2 separate regions of the Canis lupus genome follow, and region 1 is linked to region 2. The links are chromatin contacts, called in public Hi-C maps. All regions are on one chromosome and are shown on one strand. Each heading gives the region's core, a stretch centred on a gene start, on an enhancer-like site or on the middle of the called end of the contact. The rest is flanking DNA. Distances are from core to core; before and after follow the strand shown. Region 1 has its middle 21 kb from the start of STMND1. Region 2 has its middle 9.0 kb from the start of ATXN1.

What was found. A called contact is a pair of places that touch in the nucleus more often than the background predicts.
Region 1: a Hi-C map of skin fibroblasts shows a contact between it and region 2, with 2.0 times the contacts expected there. The contact joins two enhancer-like sites. A contact is called at or near these places in 2 of 9 Hi-C or Micro-C datasets (amygdala and skin fibroblasts).

What each region holds. Positions count from the first base shown.
Region 1 is chr35:17,413,450-17,419,929 of UU_Cfam_GSD_1.0, reverse strand. No RefSeq gene overlaps it. Among named protein-coding and RNA genes, the nearest start is that of STMND1, 21 kb to the left of the region's middle. Within about 2 kb of position 4,274, at least 2 of the 20 cell types and tissues checked have an H3K27ac peak or open chromatin away from gene starts, as enhancers often do.
Region 2 is chr35:17,169,588-17,175,823 of UU_Cfam_GSD_1.0, reverse strand. No RefSeq gene overlaps it. Among named protein-coding and RNA genes, the nearest start is that of ATXN1, 9.0 kb to the right of the region's middle. Within about 2 kb of position 4,528, at least 14 of the 20 cell types and tissues checked have an H3K27ac peak or open chromatin away from gene starts, as enhancers often do.

The sequences.
Region 1 (6,480 bases), core at 3,025-5,524, 240 kb before region 2:
TAAATGTACTATATTACCTCAAATTCTGTGCCAGGAATTACAATGAAATCTGTGGATTTAACCCTTCCCTTAATAACTTGTCAAAACCTGTTATCTCCTTAATGCTATGCCCTTTGAAATGAGCCAGAGGTGAATAAATCTCACCAATATTGAATAATGGGCATTGAAAAGCATTTAAATAGTGTTTAAAGGGGTAAAATTATTTTAAGTATTTAGGAAAACTAAAAATTCTATCTATATGCTAAAAAGGATAATATGATAATGGAGTCTAATAATATAGAAGTAATCAGATTAGGGAGCAATTCGCCATTGACAGGAAATAAGAGACTGGGATCTGGTGCCATTGGCATCCTAGGAAGGAGCTTGGTTTCATGGGTACCAGAGAGGTGCACCAATTCCCTGCAGTGACTGAGAAAATAAAGGGGAAAGAAGCAAAGTAAGAGAATGTTATAGATACAGCCTGAATTTTCCATCCTGAGTTTTCAGTTGGGAGGGTATCTTACAAGGCAGGGCATTTGTGCCGAAAGTTACCAATCTCTTGCCTTCCCCACCACCTACCATTGACCTATTGCTGACTATTCCTAATTGGGAATAAAAGGAAGATGGGGGTAAGGAATAGGATCTTAATCCCTAAATAGAACTGTGTGTCTGTGGCAGACTCTAAGATGCCCTTGCCCCCCAAATCCCCACTTTCTAGTATACAGGCCTTCATATAGTATCACTCCTTGAGTTCCAGCTGGCCTAGTAATCTGTCTCTAATTAATGGAATCCAGCAAGATGTTGCATGTCACCCCTGTATTTAAACCACATAAGATGGCAACTTCAAGTTGCCAGCAGACTCTGTCCATTGCTGGCTTTGATGAAGCCAGCTGACATGTTGGAGAGACCCTCAGGGCAAGGAGCTCAGGATGGCCTTTGGCCAACAGTCAGCAAGGAACTGAGGCCTTTAGCCCAATAGCCTGCATGGAATTGAATCCTACCAACAATCACAGCCTAGAAGTGGATCCTTCTACTGTCAAGCCTTAAAATTAGACCCACCTTGACTGCAGTCCTGCAGTCCCAAAGCAGAGAACTCAATCAAATGATGCTCAGGCTCCTGACCCAAAGTACCCAAACCACGAGATTAAATATGTGCTGGTTAAACTGGAAATTACACCAACAGGGAGAGAGAGAGACCATCCTCTTATAAGTGCATGACTTCGTTATGCTCTCTCATACTTCCATACTTCTGCCCAGCTGTGCTTTCTGCCAGGATTGTCCTTCTTTGTTCGTTCTTCCCTTCATCCTGCAGAATCCAATTCTTCTTGCAATAGTCAGCCATGGCACTTCTTCCCTGAAACCTTCTTAAATAGACTCTTCCCCCCCGCCCTTTGGCACCTAATACCCTCTCTTGTCACACTTCTATATTGTCATTGATCACATATGGGTCTGACTACTCCTCAGAGTGTGAGATCCTTGAGGGAAGGAGCCATGCCTCCCCAATTATTTCCCCAACATCTTCCAGAGTGTCTACTCCAGAGTGTTTATAATATTTTTAAAAAGATGTTATTTAGTTATTTATTTTAGAGAGAGAGAGGAAGGGAGGTGGGGGAGAGAGTGCACGAGCATGGAGAGGAATAGAGGGGGAGGGCAAGACCCCCCAGAAGACTCAATACTGAACTTGGCATAGGGCAGGACACGGAGCTCAACCTGGGACCCAGAGATCACCACCCCAGTCAAAACCAAGAGTCGGATGCTCAACCAACCGAGCCACCCAAGTGCCTCCAAAGTGTTTACAATATTAATATTTGCCAATTGGATTAAGAACATCTAGAAGAAAAATACCCTGACCATACCTTTGTGAACATGCCAAGGATCACAAACTCACCCTGGTCAAATCTTGTTGTCATAGAAATTTAAATAAACAAAGATTTCCCAGTTTGTGCTGCTGGCCCACCAATTTGAAAATTATACTCATTACATTAATATTTCAGCACAGGCAAAAGAGATACTGAGATAATTTGTTGCCAGGAAATTTTATTTCAATGAAACACAATGAGCATTACAACCCTTTCCAGACTCTTATCTCCCTTTGCATCCATTCGTGCTGTCCCACTTCCACATGCCTCCTCCCATCATTGTCTTTTGTTTCTCTTGTACCCAACCCTCTCTAGTCATGGCCTCCATATTAGGCTCTGTCTTGCTTGAATTGTTGGTAGGCGTGTAGATGGTTGGTAAAGGTGGCCTCTTACCCCTCCCTGGAACACCAGCGACTTTGCAATCTGTGGACACCCTGTGTACAATATCTCTTGCACCACTTCTGTCTAGGAGACATTTCTGCTGGCCCTTTGGCAATATTGACCAACTGCAAAGCCTCATAATGGTGTGCTGGGAGAGTCCCGTAACGCTTAGACATTAAGCACATGGGCTCCGGTTAGACGGTCTTTGTTCAAATCCAGAACTTCCCATTCACTGGCTGTGACACCTTGGGCAGGCTATTTCTCTGTGCTTCAGTTTATCAGTAAAACAAGGTGATAATAAAAGCACTTACCACATAGAATTGTTTCAAGAGGATTAAGCGTATCGATATGTCTCTGAAGCTCTTGAAATAGTCCCTGGCACTATGGAATTTGCTCTTGTCGAAGATTCCAAAGTTTGCCAAATAATAAGAAATGTGTGAAAAGAGACACACATACTAAATTCCGCCCAAGACAATGCTAGAGAAACATTACACAGGAAACATCCAGTATTGTGCCATTGGGCAAATCTGGGTTACATTAAAGGATGCAATTGTGCGGGTTTTGATGCCTATTCCTGACTTTCTTGCCTTTTCTTTTTTTGGTTAAGATGACGACATCCTGGGGTGCCTGGGGGCTCAGTTGGTTAAGTGTCAGATTCTTGGTTTCCACGTCAGTCCTGATCTCAGGGTCTGCACTCCGTGCAGAGTCTGTTTAGGATTCTCACCCATCCCCTTCTCTGCTCCTCCCCGTCTCTCTCTCTCTCTTTGTCTCTCTTTACATAAATAAAATTCTTTTCTTAAAAAAAGATGATGACATCCTTCTTTAAGGTATCTCTGCATCCTGGTACCTTCATCCCAAGGATCTTGGCAATTATCCCTTACAGGACAGGACAGGACAGGACAGGACAAGTGTTACCTCCATTTTTTGAACAGAAACTAAAGCACCAAGAGATACAATAGGAGCTGATGGGTACACTTTAGCTTACATGTATCTAAAATCCTTTTAGGTACAAGCTTTCCCATCAAACCTACTATGAATGATGACAGTCCACATTAGTTTCTCCTTTTCCTAAAGTCTATAACATGCTCATTGCTTAATCATACCAGTTGTTGTTTTTCCCTGTTTCATAAATATTAGTTATGTTTCAATCGAAACATAACTGAAACCTTACTAAGGCTGGGGACTATATCTTGCACATTTATTTTCACTCCTCATATAAAACACCTGATGTTACATTCTGAGAAATAGTTGATCAGGGATCTGGAAGGTAATGGGTAGAAGAAAATCTAGAAGTCCATGCCAGTCTCCAGGATAAGGGGAGTGCCTATGTGTTGGTAGGTAGGTGGCTTTTCCTCAGATGTACTATCAACTCAGTGTACTTGGCTTCCACCTCTCTGGGCCCTGGTAAGTTTCGCATGGAAGTTAATAGTGATCACACCAAGAAATACATGACCCCGCCCAACCCACCCCAGACCAGGCAAGTCTGTCCTTTGATTATTACTGGTCCACATAATTATTGCTGACCTGTGGCCAATGGAAATCTGCTTTTTCATTCCAAGAAATTTTTGGTGTTCCATGCTAAAAAAATGCTTTATTTCTCTAGTTCACTTGGGCTCAATAAAAGTGAAGCTAAGTCTTAAAAAAAAGTTTGCACCATTATATTCCAAAATTACTGCATCAACCTTATGAGCATTCAATGTAGTTGGAATTCAACATGCCTGCAAGCAATGCTTAACATATTTTCTTTCCTAACTTCTGATTTGACCAGTAACATGAACCCTTACGTACTCATGCCCACCAATGATTCATAAATGTCTTTACTCTTATGGAATGTACTCTGCTTATTTGGCTAATTACAGTGATTCTTCACTTTTACTTCATTGTACAGTTTATGCTTGTTTTGCAATGTGAGTCAAATTTACTTGTAAATTTCCTTTCTCACCTAGGTCATAGTGAGCTTAAGCTAATTACATATTCATGTTCAACTTCCCTTTTTCATAACTCATTTTGCCTTGTTGACTCTCACTTCAACTTTCCCTTCCTATATGAAGGTCACATTTTTAGAACAGATGATCTCTATTTTTAACAACCCCTGGCCTTCACATTGCCCTGAGGTCATGGAGTGGAAGGGGCAAGAATGAAATTTCGGATGTTTGACACTGGTTTGAGATTGTGACTCCCCTGCCATATGCCTGTGAGCAAGTGTTTATTCCTTCTTTAAATTTCATTTGCCTCCCTGTAAAGAGGTAATAATATTTCCCTCATAGGGTCACCGTGAGGATTGAAAGAACTAACACATTTCCAACCCTTAGCACCGTGCCTGAGACATACTAAGTGTTTAGTAAATGTCAGTTATGATTATGCACCTTTCCTTCTACCTTTGGCAGCTCTGCCCTTTTTAGCTAAGTCCTTTACCCTCTTCCTAACAAAGTAGCCTAATAGCATCTCACCAGTTTAGCCTACTACTGAAACAAATGTAATGCTAATGCAAGACTCATGGATTGTTAGTGATGTTTGTGTCATAGATAACATTAGTCCACATTTATGTCAAAGGGAGGAATTATAATTGCCTCAACAAGCCCTGTATCCACTTGCTCTGAACTTGATTGTTAATCCTGTTATAATTCCTGACCTTGACTTTGTATCAACTTCCCTTTGTAACCAGTCTATGCCTCCTGCAATCTCAAGCAATTCTAGACTTTCTCCTTCCAGGCAGATCTGTGGAAGGCTTCCTAGGGTTGTTCAGTCATCAACACCCTGCCCCCACCTCTTTCAGGACATCCTCCCTCTTTGCTGCAGCAGAGACCACTATCTCCATACTATTCCTCCAGGGAGCCCACCAGAATTTATCAGAGGAAGCAGAGTTCTTCAACAGTTTAGGAACCCAGCATCTTAATCCTCAAATATTTAATGAATAAATGAATAATCACATTAAAGCTTCCAACAGTCAACTGGCAATTCAAGTAGTGTAGGGGTAGGATTATTAATGTATTGAGTATGAAGAGATTACATCCCATAGTAAATCTGAAATAGAAGCAGGCAAAATCCCTGTATTAGGCATTATCCTGCTGGCTCCAGAATTGGACTATTTCTTCTGTAGTTATGAATCATTTCCCCCTGCTTTTTTTACTGGATTTTTTTTATTACTGATCAAAAATATGGGTTCATTATTCATGTCATGTCTCTTATCATAAAGATCTAGTCAGACTTACTTTTCTGTCATAATCATTTTCTATTAATAATTGCCTATTGGGATGTAATTCTCATGCCATAAAGCTCTTCTTTCTAAAGTGCACAATTCAATGGTTTTTAGCATGGGCATCACTACCTAATTCTGGAATATTTCATCATCTCGAAAGAAATCCTCTATGCCTTATCAGTGACTCCCCATTCCTCCCTGCTCCAAACCCTGGCAACTACCAATCTATTTGTTCCCATGGATTTGCCTCTTCTAGACATTTCATATATGATACAATGATACAATATGTAGTCTTTTGTGTCTGGCTTCTTTCAATTAGAATAATTATTTTCGAGTCACCCATGTTGTGGGATTTATTAGAACTGCATTTCTTTTTCTGATTAAATACTGTTCTATTACATGACTATGCCACATTTATTTACCTGTTTCATCAGTTGATGGATGTTTGAATTGTCTCCACTTTAAAAAATATATATTATCCCGCTACCTTAGAGGAGGGTCATTGATGATATCTATTTTTTAATCATATCATGTATATATTATATAGGCAGACTTGCTGATAAAATTTTGTGCATCTGTGGTTATTTTAAGACTCTCTTTTTTTCATCTCTTCTTGATTGAGGGTGACCTGGAAATCCCTGCCAGGGTATTTTCCCCAGATTTGACAGCCCTTTATTAATAGTCAAATTTAGATTATATGTTTATTCATGAACAGACAGCTCTTACTATTACAATTCTTACTATGTTGTTGTCAGCACCATACAATGCACAGGTAACTATATAAATATTTTATTTTAAATTAAAAAAAAATTTAAAGTAGTGTCTACACCCAGTGTGGGGCTTAAACTCACAACCCCGAGATCAAGAGTCACACACTTATGGACTGAGCCAGCAGGGTACCCCAGTGTATGAACATTTTAAATCAATCGAACTCTTGCAATTGTCTTTGTGTGTACATTCCCCCTCTTGTAGACACTTAGATCTCCTCTGCAGAACAGAGTAGGAATCATTCCTACAAATATTATTATGCAAACATAAATGCTTCTACTTAGTCTACTCCCA
Region 2 (6,236 bases), core at 3,279-5,778:
GCATCTTGCACATTTTTTATGGCCAGGTTACTTTCAGATCCTACACTTGAACTTTGGGCAGAGTACTCTAGGAAGCTCCAGGGGGAAACAAGAGAAGTCAAGCACAGGCTAAGTGAAAGGAAGTTAAGTCTTTAAACGAAGCTTGGAAATTCATATTAGCCCTTTACAGTCTACTTAATCCTTATCATGATGGGACATGCCAGATGGGAGCCAAAATTTCTAATAGGAAAGGGTCTGAGGGATGTGAGCCTGGACTTCAAGTGAAAGCCATTTGCAACCATGTGATAGTATACATAAAACTCATAAGCTGGAGTACAGCTTTGCTAGTTGAGAAAAAGTAGAGCTTTGTCAATTAATTAGGTTGACTTGAAGCCATTTGGTTGATGTAGGAATGCTCAGTTCTCAACAAAACTCACTAGCTTGAATTTCTGAGATACACACGTTTGCTCCAAAGAAAAATCTAATAAATAGAGGTTGGTATTAAAAGTGTTGCCTTAGCCAAAATATTGCTATGTGGTGTTATGACTCTGACTGACCTATTTCACTCAGGTAATGATTTGTTAAACATTCTCAGGCTGCAGGGTGGATAACTTCACCTGGAAATCAGTCCTGGGTGACCTGGGATACTGGGTAGGACCTTTAAACTCCAAGCCTCAGCTTAATCACCTAAGAAAGGGGATCATGATCTTTACCTCAGTGTATTTTTGTGGGATTAGAGGAGACAAAATTTACAAAATTCTTATCATGTTGCCTGGCATAGAATAAGTGCTAGATAAATGGTAGCTTTGATTATGATTATTAGAAACTGTAGCTATGATACTATTTTTATCAAAACCTGCTGTCAGGCTCATACGTTCTCTTCAATAATGTTTTTGAATCTTTAAAAAAGATTTTATTTATTTATTCATGAGAGAGAGACACACACAGAGAGAGGCAGAGACACAAGCAGAGGGAGAAGCAGGCTCCCTGCGGGGACCCTGATACAGGACTCGATCTCAGGATCCTAGGATCACGACCCGAGTCAAAGGCAGACCTCAACCACTGAGCCACCCAGGCACCCTGCTTCTGAATTTTGTGTTTTAAAAGTTCTTCATGAATCTGAGCCTGATTGGGAAATTCAGCTCATTCTGACTCAGCTTTATTGGTTATACCAGATGTAGTTAAGCGCAAGATCAAGTAAATAGAATATTACCATGTGTCGGACAAGATGATTTGATTTGGATTAGCTTCTCATGAGATCATTTTTGTGTTGGGCCTTATAAGGCTTTGTACATAGTAGGTCTTGAAAAATATTGATTCACTAATTCATTTATCGGTCAGTACATCTTTAATGGGTATCTATTATGTGCCAAGGACTGTTCTAGGCACTTGGGGTTTATCAGTGAAAAAGGCAGACAAAAATCCCTGCCCTCCTGACAATAAACAAACAAACAAACAAAAAGGAAATGACATAATGTTTTGTTTTTCTTTTCTTAAAGATCTTATTTATTTGTTCATGAGAGACACACACAGAGAGGCAGAGACATAGGCAGGGGGAGAAGCAGGCTCCCTGCGGGGAACCTGATGCAGGACTCGATCCAGGACCCTGAGATCACAACCTGAGCTGAAGGCAGAGGCTCAACCATTGAGCCACCCAGGTGCCCCGACACAGAATGTTTTAAGGTAATGCATTTATGGAATAATAGAGCATGGCAAGGTGGATCAGGAAAGTCAGAGGGTATAATTTTAAATGGGGGGTGGGGGTCACATTAGGATTCTTGGAGAGGTTGTGTCTTTTAAAAAAAAAAAAGACTGAAGAAGGCGAAGGCGTGAACTGTGGGTTTTCAAGGAAAAGCATTCCAAGCAGAGGGACCAGCAAGCAGAAAGGCCCTGAGGCAAGAGAGTGCCTGGCTTGTTTGAGGACCAGCAAAGACGACAGTGAGGCAGGAGCCCTGGGAGCAAAGAGAGAGAGTGATAGAATATGGCATCTGAAAGATTGAGGGCGTCCTGATTGCGTGGGGGCTTTGTGGGCCACGAGAGGACTTTGACTCCAAGGGGAGTAGAGCCATTGGATGTTTCTGAGCAGAGTCGTGGCATCACCTGATGCAGACAGTCAGCTGTGGTGCAGGGTGGTAATGGTAGAAGCAGAAGGACAATTTAGGAGACTGGTATAATCATCCTAATGAAGGGTGGTAGTGCTTTAGTTTCAATGATAGCAGTCCAGGTGGTGGAAAGTGGTTAGATTTTGGATATATTTTGAAGGTAGAGCCAGTTGGATTTGGGGGGCAGATTGGATGTGGGCAATATAAGAAAGAGAGGAGTCAAGATACTTTTTGACCCAAACAGTTGACTCAAGATAGTTTTTGACCCGAACAGTTAGAACAATGGAGTTAACCACTTACTGAGGTTTATATGCAAGAACTGTAGTATACAGCCCATGGTGAGTCTGAGAATAGATACCTCGGGATTCTGGGTTGAGTGTAAATCACAAAGACTGAGGTTTGCATAAGCACTTTTATAACACTCAAATGAACAGTTAAAAAAAGAAAAAAAACAACAAGCAGCAGTGCTTTGGTTGTATTTACTTAATGCCAAACAATTAACTTGGCTTTTTAGCCTTTTTCTTCACCCTATTCCACACTGAAATACCACTTCTGAAGAGGGATGCTGCTGGTACATTCTGGAGTCTGGCAGAGGGAGCTGAGGACTTTTGAGCTGAGGCCCAGCAGGGAGTACCTCAGACCTCTGAGGCCTCCCTATGCACCTGGTGCCAAAAGCCAGCCTTCTCTGGGATAATGGGGAGGTGGTTCTGGAACTCTCTTGACAACTTTCCTATTCCATTGGACCTTTCGTGTATTGGTACTGTCATAAATAAAAGACCAACCACACATCCTGAACTGATTACTTCGGTGTATCTATAGAGGAAAGAGATAAGACCATATAGGTAAATAAAGAGCAAAAAAGAATAATGCAACAGACCTGGGATCACGGATCTATAAAGGGGGCATATCAGTTTCTCGGGGCTGTTGTAAAAATGACCACAAACTGGGTGGCTTGAAACAAGAGAAATTTATTCTTTTACGGTTCTAGAAGCTAGATGTCTAAACTCAAGGTGTCAGCAGGGCCGTGTTCCCCCTGGGCTCTCAGGAAGATTCCTTTCTCGCCTCTTCTAGCTTCCTGTGGTCACTGGCAATTCATGCCGTTCCTTGGCTTATGGTAGTATGATATCCAATCTCTGCCTCTGTCTTGGCTTGGCCTTCTTCTCTATCTCTACTCTGGGTCTCTGTGTCCCTCCTCTTCTTCTTAAGAGGACAGCAATCATATTGGATCTAGAGACCACCCTAACCCAGGAAGATCTCATTTTAACTAGTTACATCTGCAATGACCCTATTTGCAAATAAAGTCCCCAACTCGCAGTTATTGGGGTTAGGACTTCAGCACATCTTTTGTGGGGACACCATTCAATCTACGACAGAGGGCAATGGGAACTCACATGAAGAAATGACCCTTGGGGCAGGTCACATAGTAGAATAATGAACAAAAGGGAAGCAGTTGCATGCTGAAATCATCAGCAGAGGTCAGATGGTTCGGGGAGTAACAGGAAGTGTTCCGATAAGAGACGCTCTCACTTAGGATACTCTTTCCATCTGTGCTTATGGCCCTGATTTTTTTTTTTCTGTCAGAGCTTTAAAAAAATATTGTATAAATAAAAAGAATAAGAAAATAGCACTTCTCTGACTCACACATTGGGCAGAGCACAGACTCTTGTGATAATCAGGAAAGACTTCACAGAAGTGTTGATGCTTGAGCAAGATCTCAGAGTATGAAGATGAGGCGCCATGCAAGGAAGGGGTGCCGGGAGGAGCCAGGGCTTCCCATACGGGCAGAGAAGCACATGCAGAAGCGCAATGGTAATTTCAGTCATTAAACTACCTCCCTAAGCAGGGTGAAAAGCCTTTAAAGGCAAGGCTGATATTGTCTGCTCCATCTGCATTACTCAGAAACAGTTTTAAAAAACGAAGGGGGAAGTGTTTCTGGTTTTAATAAATGCACAAATGAACACCCGATAACCTGGAAGAACACTAGAAGCCTATAGAGGGAGGAGTTAATTGCTGGACACACTTGCCAAAGCACAAATATGGAAACCCCACCCTCAGCCAGATCTGGAGAAATCAAAGGGCTGAATGTGGTATAAATTCCTCTGCCCTGATTGCATAAGGAGCTCCGCCAGCATTTTTCCTCTGATATATTCCTTTCTGCATAAAGGACTGAGCTGGGTTCTGAAAAACCTGATGGTGAACTGAGATAGGCAATTCTGAATCACCACCACGATCTAGGAAAATTAACTCCTCACGGATCTCTCCAGATAAGCACCCGAGCTTGTTGCCTCTGACATCTGCATCAGGATCTGGCCAGGATTCGTTCATAGAACGACTCCCCCTTTTTGGCATAAGACCGTACAGGATGCCAGTAAAGTTCACACTGGGTCATCGAAGTCTCTCTAAATGCACGATGATTCACTGCTGGGGGTGGGGGAGAGAGGCCAGTGAGGGGGAAGGAAGTGCTGAGCCGAGAGGCGGAGCGATGTAATTATGAAATTGACTGCAGAGCAAAGCTCGCTCGGGGAGTGACGGGGTCACATGTTCTTACTCTTGGTGTTTAAGCTACAACTTTTAAACCAGGGGGAGGGGATGGGGCTGGGAAACAAGATCACACACAACGTGATTGGCTTTGGGAGGATGCTTCAGAAGCCTGGGCATATTTATGAGAATCACAACGTATTAATTTCTCTTTAGATCTGACAAAGGAAACAAGCTCTCTGGTGACAGTACGGTTAGCGGAATAAAAATCTGGCTGTAGTGCCAGGAGTGAACAATTTGTCTTCTTCTACTTGATTTACTCGCACTCTGGCTGACAGGGTCTTCCATTCTGTGCATTCGTTTTGTACTTAAAAAGGGATTGTTTGTAATTTACAGTTTAAGTCTTAGTGCTATTATTCTGCTCTGTCAGAAAGCATCTGTGGCAGTAGCTTTTGTCCCCGTGTCTGTGCCACAGACACCAAGCAAATCTGCATGTTCAGGCGCCAGTCTTGAGACCTCCCCCAAGTCTGCCAGCAGTGAAACTCGCAAGGGCCCTGGCAGCAATGGATGCTTTCTGCAGATCACAGACAGCCCTCCCTGAAACCCCCACTCCACTTGGCCAGTGTCCTCCGTGAACCCCAGTTATTTAGGTCAAAAAAGCAAAGTTTGCCAATGCATTTTTCTCTAACCCTGACTTTTGGGGGGTAAACTTGGTAAATTCCTCATCAACTAATTTTCTTAACCACCCCCCACCCCTTCTCATTTGGGTCAGCTTCTCCTGGCCGATATTGGCTCAAGAGAAATAAAGTAAGTGAGAGAGCTTATAGCTATGTATCTTAATGTCATGGTGCTGGAATAACAAAGAACTCCCATGATCTGATGTTTATTTTCTTAGCCTGCTGCTGCCTCTGATCTTATTTTGAAGGCACCATAAGCTTAACATGTACAACCCGTTAATTGCCACTACCGTTAAGTTCAAACAGTGGTGGCTCTGGGCTTTGATTTTAACTTGGAAAATGTATTTCTTTTGAGGAAACAAAATGCCAAGTTGCTAATGAAATGCCTTTAATAGATTTCCAAACGCTCCCAGCCAATAGCTAGCAAAGTTCAACTCATTCTGAACCTCAAAATGTTTGTTTTCTTCTCATGTTACAAGAGCTATGTTCTTTAGATGATGAAGACGCTAAATTCTGATACTTCATAGGTCACTGCACTACATTCAGTCTTGGTCACAGTTATACTGATGGAAATTTATCTAGGTTTTGCTTGCAGAATAAATCATAATGGCTGAAAGTCATCTCATTTCCTTTTGACACACCCCATTGTACTGCATATATTAGAAAGTGTTTTGTAAAACATAGATTTCCTTTTGATGGCCTTGATTTGTTTTCTAGTTAAGTGGGATTATATAATTTTCATTATCAATGCTCGTCTGTCACTAGAAGGTATCAACTCCAAACCATTTAGCCGCAAGCAGCAAAACCAGCTGTAACTCTAGAATGCTTGTACTTTCTAAAACAGAGTGTAAGTTTTCTAACAGCTTCCCAGGGTGGCAAAGTACCTGAGAATCTCTCAAAAAAGACCTAGTTACAGATGAGCCTAAGAAATTTTTGCTTTGCAGGCCCATACTAAGTTCCACTGGTGAGATTTCGGCTCACTCTCAGGGGTCGTTTTAAC